Linked DNA regions of Mus musculus: region 2 is linked to region 1. Evidence: chromatin contacts called from public HiChIP or PLAC-seq data. All regions are on one chromosome and are shown on one strand. The core of a region is the stretch at or near the end of the contact, and the rest is flanking DNA. Distances in the headings are between cores, read along the strand shown. Region 1 has its middle 11 kb from the start of Gm52892. Region 2 overlaps Met (met proto-oncogene).

What was found. HiChIP or PLAC-seq counts read pairs in DNA pulled down with a chosen protein or histone mark.
Region 2: a contact with region 1 is called in a FOXA1 HiChIP or PLAC-seq map of pancreatic cancer cells. The contact joins two enhancer-like sites. A contact is called at or near these places in 2 of 115 datasets of contacts at active chromatin or transcription factors (embryonic stem cells and pancreatic cancer cells) and 1 of 9 other capture datasets (embryonic stem cells).

The regions. Positions count from the first base shown.
Region 1 is chr6:17,208,957-17,212,991 of GRCm38.p6, forward strand. No RefSeq gene overlaps it. Among named protein-coding and RNA genes, the nearest start is that of Gm52892, 11 kb to the left of the region's middle. Within about 2 kb of position 2,480, at least 55 of the 459 cell types and tissues checked have an H3K27ac peak or open chromatin away from gene starts, as enhancers often do. A contact at or near this core is called in pancreatic cancer cells, where this site is marked.
Region 2 is chr6:17,546,601-17,550,793 of GRCm38.p6, forward strand. It overlaps Met (met proto-oncogene), which reads left to right. Exons shown (of 22, transcript NM_008591.2): 13 at 350-496; 14 at 2,086-2,239; 15 at 2,432-2,572. Among named protein-coding and RNA genes, the nearest start is that of Gm52893, 6.9 kb to the left of the region's middle. Within about 2 kb of position 2,446, at least 40 of the 459 cell types and tissues checked have an H3K27ac peak or open chromatin away from gene starts, as enhancers often do. A contact at or near this core is called in pancreatic cancer cells, where this site is marked.

The DNA.
Region 1 (4,035 bases), core at 1,230-3,729:
GGATATCAGAACCCCTGGACTGGCATTACAGACAGTCCTTTTCCATCACCTCAGTACTGAGAACTGAACCTCAGTCCTCTGAAAGAGTAGCTAGTGCTCTTAACTGCTGAGACATCTCTCCAGCCCCCAGAAGACCACGAGAGAATGCCTACAAGTCACCAAGTGAAAGGTGTTTCAGTCTCTGTACACTGACTAAGAACATCCATTGGGGCAATTTATTTAATCACAATTCCTAAGAACTTTTTGTAGCTGAATCATTGTGCAAAGATCTAATTCTTTACTTAAATTGTATTCTTAGAAATAGAATTTCTCTTCAAAACATGAAAACTTTGTTTCTGGAATTACTTTTCCAGAAACCTTGTATATCATTGAAAATTCCTATTCACAAGGAAGGTAATAGGAGTTTCCTGAGCAGCTCACACTTAGGACTCAACAGTATTTTCTAATGCAATAATTTGTGTAAGGCATTTGCTGGGACCCTGGGTCAATTCTATTAGTTATCAATTGTTTTAAATTAAATCTAGATGGCATGTCTATATTTTTTATTTGTTTCCTAGATCAAATGTCATGGAATAATATATATTTAAAATGTAAAATATAAGTTAACATAAATATAAATTAGGTTCAACTTTATTATGTTCATATATATATGTAAACTAGTGGTAGTGCATTACTCATTGTGTCTTGAAAACAAATTCTGCAAATGTCCTGTGTGATCTTTAATAAGATTGTCACGTTGCTGATAATTGTAGGATTGGTTACACAGCCGTGCAGATGTTTCCTTCTTGTAGTTTTTATTGGCTCAAAGTGAGCACAAGCTTTAGTTCAAACAAAGGTGAGAGAGTGAAATTTAAATGAGGATATGGTAGAATGAATGTGTGCTAGAAAAGAAAAGAAGATAAAAGAATCAGCTGTTTATTTAGTTTTCCTTTGAAACCCGCAGGCATCTCTGCTCCTGGTTTGACACTTACAGTCTAGAAAGTTTCCATGTGTGATGAACAGGACCTCTGTCTCCCCTTGGGAGCTTAAGCGAGCTGTGGTAGACCACAAGAACCAATGGAAATACCTCATCCTATTTATGCTGGATCACATTTCACCATTTCTGACAGATGCAGCTTTGGGGAAGAATATTAACGACCATGGGGGACACAGTAGTTGTTTGGAGACACCCGCAATAAATAGCCAAGAACTATTTCAAACAGACTTTCAAGGCCATTAAATGATTAAAACCCCAAGGAAGCATTTTCCTGTGGCTAGTAATGTACATATGTGTCTCTGTCTGTGTGCATGCATGTGCATGTGTGTGTACCTGTGTGTGTGTGTGCACGGATGCATGTGAGTGTGCATGCATCTGTGTGTGTATGCATGTGTATGTGTATTCTGCAGATGCATGTTTGTGTGTGCATGAATACGTGTATGTGTGAAGATGCATGTGTGTACATGTGTGTCTAACGAATACACTAGTGATGGTTAACTCTTCCAGAACTCCTATGTAGCAGTTGTCTTTCGATTGTTACAACAAATATTTGAGATAAGGAATGTGTAAGGAGAAGAGGTTGGATTGTTCTGGCTCAGGTTTGGAGGTCTTGGTTCATGATTTGTTGGCCTCAATGCTCTTGGGTCAACAGTGAGGAAGTACAGTGCAGTGTTTGCATGAAGCAGAGCAAAACTCCTTTGGTTCACAACCTGTAACAGAAGGAGAAATAGCCCACTATTCCTGTTAAAGGTACTCCCCCAGTGAATCATACACTTTCCACTAGTTCCACTTTTTGCAAGGTCTTCTATGTATCAATGATGCCATATCAAGGACCAAGCCTTTAATATCTGGGACTGTAGGGAACATGATATTCCAGTTGAAGAAATGTAGTACATTAATACCAAATAGTCCTTTAAGATTAAATTACTTTATTTCTCCTATGAGGTATGGCATTATATAATTTAAGTATTGTATGATTTAAAAACATATGCCTGTTTTTATGGTTATAATCCAAATGAATTAGTATCTCACAAGAGATTGTGGAAGATGCCTAGAGTCAAGAGGTCATGAGCAGCATCTTCAAGGGATCTTCCTTGCCATTAGTTAGCTATTACCAAAGACTTAAAAGGCCCATCTTGGATAGAAACTCAGTCTTTCCCACAGTAGGAAAGCTTATTCCTCCTATGGATAAGTAAGGACAAAAGACAACAAATTCTAACCAAGAAAACCAATTAATTCCTTAAAGCAAATAAGTCTGTTTTATCATAATTGATCTCTCCCAGAATCTTATAGCTATCAACCTAAAATACTAAAGTAAATTCCCATAGCAATTACAACTAGAATAAGGTTGAACACACACACACACACACACACACACACACACACACACACACACACACACACACATATAGTTTTGAAAATTGTTCAAATATGTCCAGGTTATGGTCATTCCTTCCTTAAGCTGCAGTGAGTCACAGTTCTGCTGAGACACTGGTGACTCAGAGCGATCCCTTCTGGATACTTGAGATGCCTCGGGTTTCCTCAGATAGATTTCATTAGAACCAACAGTCTAATTCTTCCTCCAACATTTTTTTTTTCTGGCATCCAAGATTCTTGCAGCCATCTGTGAAGGAAGAATAACAATTACTCCTCAAAGAACTGCCTCAGGATTATCCTTACACAGATTGGAGGGAAGTCCCAGAAACTATGTGCCTGCAGTCATATGAGACGTGTCAAAAATGTTAAGGGGCAGGGTGTGGCCACGCCGCTGCTTTGGATCTGAGTAGAAAGGCTCAGTGAATAAGTCTGTGTTTCGGCGGGGGGGGGGGGGGGGTGGTTATTTGTTTTAAAGACCATAAGGACAAAGTACTTGGTTCAAGCCACATTCCACTGAAGCAAATTCTTAAGAACAAACATTGTTGAGCTGAAATCGAAGCTCATATTTAAAAGGAGAGATGAACTATCACACAAGAAGCTAGACTATTATCACTGGGGAACAATTTCTATACATTTGAACCAGAAGTAATTCTAATGATACTAATATGTTCATATAACATTTGATGATAGACACATTTATACCAATGTTTCATGAGCATTAAAATGTAGGGAAATTAATAAAAAAAAAGATTAAGAAAATGTATGATTGGCAGGACCTCATCTAATGGGAACATATGAGGAGTATACATTCCACTAAAATGATCATTTTTGCGAGTTTTCAGTGCCTTTAAAGCTGTTCTGATGGGAAAGAGTTACTCATTCCAGTTTAATAGAACAAAAAATAAAACAAGGGGGTCAGTTAAGGAGGCCTGTTGGGAGATACTAATGCAGATGATGACTGGAAAGTATGAAAAGGAAAACTGAAGAATAAACACAGGAGTTTCCTGATGGCCAGGCCTTTGTCAGGCACTAGGGAATCAATGGAAAACCAGCAGTTGGGTCTGAGTCAGGAGCACTGCTTAGAAAGTTAACCAAGACCCACGCATCCCTTCTTTGTCCACTGCTGAGCACTTCAGGCTGGGCTGGCTTTCTTTAGATTCTCCCCTTCTACCTCCCAGTCAACTGTAGCCAGGACGAGCCAATAATCACTGCATATAACAGTGAGTGAGTGAGGAGCGCCCAGCCTCAACCCCTGGCGGGCGTGGGACTCCATTTAATTTTGACATTAAAGGGTATAGATGATTAGCAAATGATTTATAAATAATTACAACAATCTTCACAGAGGCTTCAATTTCCTTGGTGATTATTTCAGCACTCTGGAATGCATGTGTTAGGTAATTGCAAATTAATAATTAGTAAGGTGTTATTACTCTTGTGACTAGGGAAGCTCCTGCTTAAGTAGCTTTGAGAGATAAGCAAAATAAGCCGCCTGCTTTGTATTAATGTAATTCTAGAGTATTTTGTCTCAGAGTCATTCATAGCAATATTAAGATCCGTCATCATTAGTTCTTGATAGTTAAATTTCTGGTCTATGCCCTGGAGAAGCCTCTGTCATAATTTTATTGAGCAAAACTCAGAAGACTGGGACAAAAGTTTTCTAACCTCCGTGATGAGTTTGTGGT
Region 2 (4,193 bases), core at 1,196-3,695, 340 kb after region 1:
CTGTGTTCTTTTTTGCCAAACGCCCATACTTCATGTGAAGACAGTAATAAGATAATTATGCGTGAGAGTTTTCAACGTAAGGACACAAACAATATCTCCTTCCCTTTTCTCTAAAACTGAGCCTGATGGAAAATCTCCTCTTATCATTCCTGCCCAGTGTCCTGAAATGCTCAGACTCCCTTTCAGCCAGCTCAACTCCCATGAAGCTGAACACCATAAAAAATCAGATTTCTTGGAAAACAGCGTCTGCATTTGTTGTATTCTTGGCTTCCTTCTAGAACTGCCAGCCTTCCTACTGACCTGTGAAGTGTTAATGACCTTTCATTTCTGTTTTCTTTTTCCCTTCCAGGGAAACAATATTGACCCTGAAGCAGTTAAAGGTGAAGTGTTAAAAGTTGGAAATCAGAGCTGCGAGAGTCTCCACTGGCACTCTGGAGCTGTGTTGTGTACAGTCCCCAGTGACCTGCTCAAACTGAACAGCGAGCTAAATATAGAGGTGGGGTTCCCGCAAGCCTCTCATGATGTAAATAGGGATGCCGTTGTAATTATGTCACCAGGAGGCTTAAAATAAATCATTAAAGCTCATCTGTATGTTGGCTCTAGCTCATCAGCTCAGCCTCAGTTCCTAGCTGTGATTTGAGAAATGTCTAGGTTTTTAATCACACTGTCTCTTTCCCCTGGGTCAAAAGTATGATTCTCAAAAGTCATGCCACACTCTTGCCAAAACATGCTGCCGTTCTCCGAAGGAACAGAGCACATGCAAGACTGTCCCTTCTCCCTCTTTTTACCAGGCTAAGGGGCCTTCCCACTTCAGTGGTCACAATGCATAGAACTCTATAAATAAAAAGAATCGTATCCACTTGGCAGAGTAAAGTGGAAACCCAGTTGATGTTGTTTTTTTTTTTTAATCAATCTTTTTGTTATCATTTTTCTTAAGTTTTATTTATTTATTATTTATATGAGTACACTGTAGCTGTCTTCAGACACACCAGAGAGGGGCATCAGATTCCATTCCAGATGGTTGTGAGCCACCACCACGTGGTTGCCGGGAATTGAACTCAGGACCTCTGGAAGGGTAGTCACTGCTCTTAACCACTGAGCCACCTCTCCACCCCGCCCCCAATTGTTCTGTATTACCTTCTTTCGCATCCACAACTAAGTCAGATGACCCAGAAGAAGAATTTCTTTTATTATTTTTAACAGTTTATTTTTGATATAGCGCATAAATCATATAATTTGCCACTCGGAATGTACAGTTCAAGGGGCTTGGAACATTTAAATTGTAAATTTCTTTAAGTTGCGGTAACACAGCCCTGTAACCTCTAATCTACTTCTTTTCTTTATGAATTTGCTGACCTGGGTATTTCATCTAAGTCAAATCATACAATATTTGTCTTTTGGCATCTTGCTCATTTGACTTGGCAAATATTTTTGTGGTTCATTCTAGTTTATGGCTGAATGATATCTTATTTCATGCATATCATATATTGCTTACTCTAGAAATGGTAGCTTTGAAGGATTCCTGAAATATTCTGGAAACGTTAAGAAATGGAAATATACAAAAGAATTACAAAATCTGAGACCGAATGTAGAAATTTCAGAATGACCATCAAAGTTAAAAATCAGAAAGCACTTGAGCTGGGAGGAACCACAGATTTCTTCTATATATCAAAGTAGAAATAGACTATGAGACTTTATTATCCTATATGGTCTCCCCTCTTCTGAGAAATTTTTTCTGCTATGCATTCCACCCTCCCAAATGGGGCATCAGTTTCATTTATTCATACTTCAATGGTATCATAATACTTGATCGATCCATTTCCCTTCATTATTCTTTAGTTCCTCAAGATCAAAGAATATTTTTGTTTATCTAAATCATGCTTTAGGTAATCAATATTTCCTAATTATCTGGACATTGAGGCAGAATCAAGGAAATTCTCACTTACTCTGAAGGCTGTAATGCACCTTCTAGAATAATGGCCACCAGGGTGCTAATTGGAATCCAGAGAAACTTGGTCCCCCATAGATAGTATATTTTATATCAACCTCGGACAAAATCTGACTTTCCTTCTTATATATTTCCAGTGGAAGCAAGCAGTCTCTTCAACTGTTCTTGGAAAAGTGATCGTTCAACCGGATCAGAATTTTGCAGGATTGATCATTGGTGCGGTCTCAATATCAGTAGTAGTTTTGTTATTATCCGGGCTCTTCCTGTGGATGAGAAAGAGAAAGCATAAAGGTGCATATTTTGTTTATTGTCTAAGAAGCTACCATAGTGATTTAGTGATTACATTCAACACTGTCATGGAGATATATGGGTTGTCTAATAAGCATTCATAAAAGGCTGTGAGTTCTGGGCACTGGGTCAAAGTCTCCTGGGACCTGTGACAGCAAAGTCTTTAACAAGCTCTCTCTTTCTCTCTGTTTTAAGATCTGGGCAGTGAATTAGTTCGCTATGACGCAAGAGTACACACTCCTCATTTGGATAGGCTTGTAAGTGCCCGAAGTGTAAGTCCAACTACAGAGATGGTTTCAAATGAGTCTGTAGACTACAGAGCTACTTTTCCAGAAGGTATAATTCAGTTTACTATCCTGAGAAATATCTATACATAGACCTCTGTGAGCTGTGGCATTGTTCTTGCTTTTTGCTTTTTGTCCTGATATTTTTATACAAGTAGGAAAAAAAAAGGTGTTGACCTCTGCTAAACTTGATGCAGAATTGCATGGCCTTCACTTTAAAATCAAACTCATGCAGGTATCATATTGGAATTTTAGCATCTGCAAGCTCTCTGCTCACGTACAGACAGGTTCACTTTAGAATTATTTGAGCAAGGTAACTTACCTCAGCCATTCTAAGACCTGAGATGTTCTCCTTAACCCTTCATTTAGACTTATAAAGTATTTTTATTTCAATGTAATTTTAAAGTGCTATCTTTTGGGGGAAACTTTTGAATTATGCCATTAGTCATCTTTAAAACATTCTCAATGAGCATATCTTTTGCCTAGCACCATCTACAACTTGAATATATTTTGAGATGCATCCAAGAAAAACCTCCAGCACTGCTATTCATCAACAGCATCTGCTTTGCAAAACACCAGACCGACAAATGGTCAGGTTGGCCAGGGCATTTCACATTGTTTTACTTAAACATGTCTTACACAAAGCAAAATGTCTGTATTGTACCAGGGCCATTATCTTTAGAAGTTACAGGACATGAGTCAAGTACAAGCACTTCCCTGTTGAAATATCTACCATTGGATAAATAAAGTGAGTCACAGACAGTGTGGATACTGAGAAGTTAGAAGCTGCTCATCCAAGCCAGTACACCAGCAGTGAGACACTGAACATTCCAAGTTTCTCACCGCTTGTTGCCTGCCCTTCCTGAGATTTGGGTTAGTTCTCCAGAGATTACCGAATGCCCCACAGGACTCCATTCACTGTTAGAAGGAAACCCAGTCCTTTAAGAATGTGGACGAACCAAGCTCAATGCATGCTTTTAAACTTGAGGTATAAGTAGTAGTTCATAACCATCTTTAATAGCTCTAACCTGGAATTATTGAGGTTTGCAACTAACTGCTCTTTACCAAGCTTTCCTGGGCATGGGAGATAATTGTCTATAAAATGCTTATAGCCCAAGAAAGAAGATCTGAGTTTGTGTCACCAGAACGTACATAAAAGTCACATGTCCTGGGCATGGAGGGCACACATCATCAGAGTCTGTTGGCAGAGCAGCTCCAGATTCAGTTGGAGAAATAAAGTGGAGAATGACTGAGGAAGACGCCAAGCATTGACCTCTGGCATAAGCACAATATAAACACATACAAGCACACACACCATAACACTTTCTTGATCTTTAAAGAGTGTGTGTGTGTATGTGTGTGTGTGTGTGTGTGTGTGTGTGTGTGTGTGTGTGTGGTGTACGAGATGAAAGGTGGATTAGATAAGTGGTCCCCAGTGGCAACAACAGATAATATTGTTTACTTGCAATCAAACAAGAAACTCAGTACTTAAGAAAGCTGATGACGTCATGACTATTTCTAACTCCACTTAAGCATGTTTAGTATTTTCCACAGTAGCTCTTTTGGTTAATAATACTTACTCAGCCAGACAATAAATCTCAAAAATACCTCCAGGAAAGTTTTGGAAGGGCCTTTATAGTCATAATAATCTGTAGCTCAAAACAAACGAATGC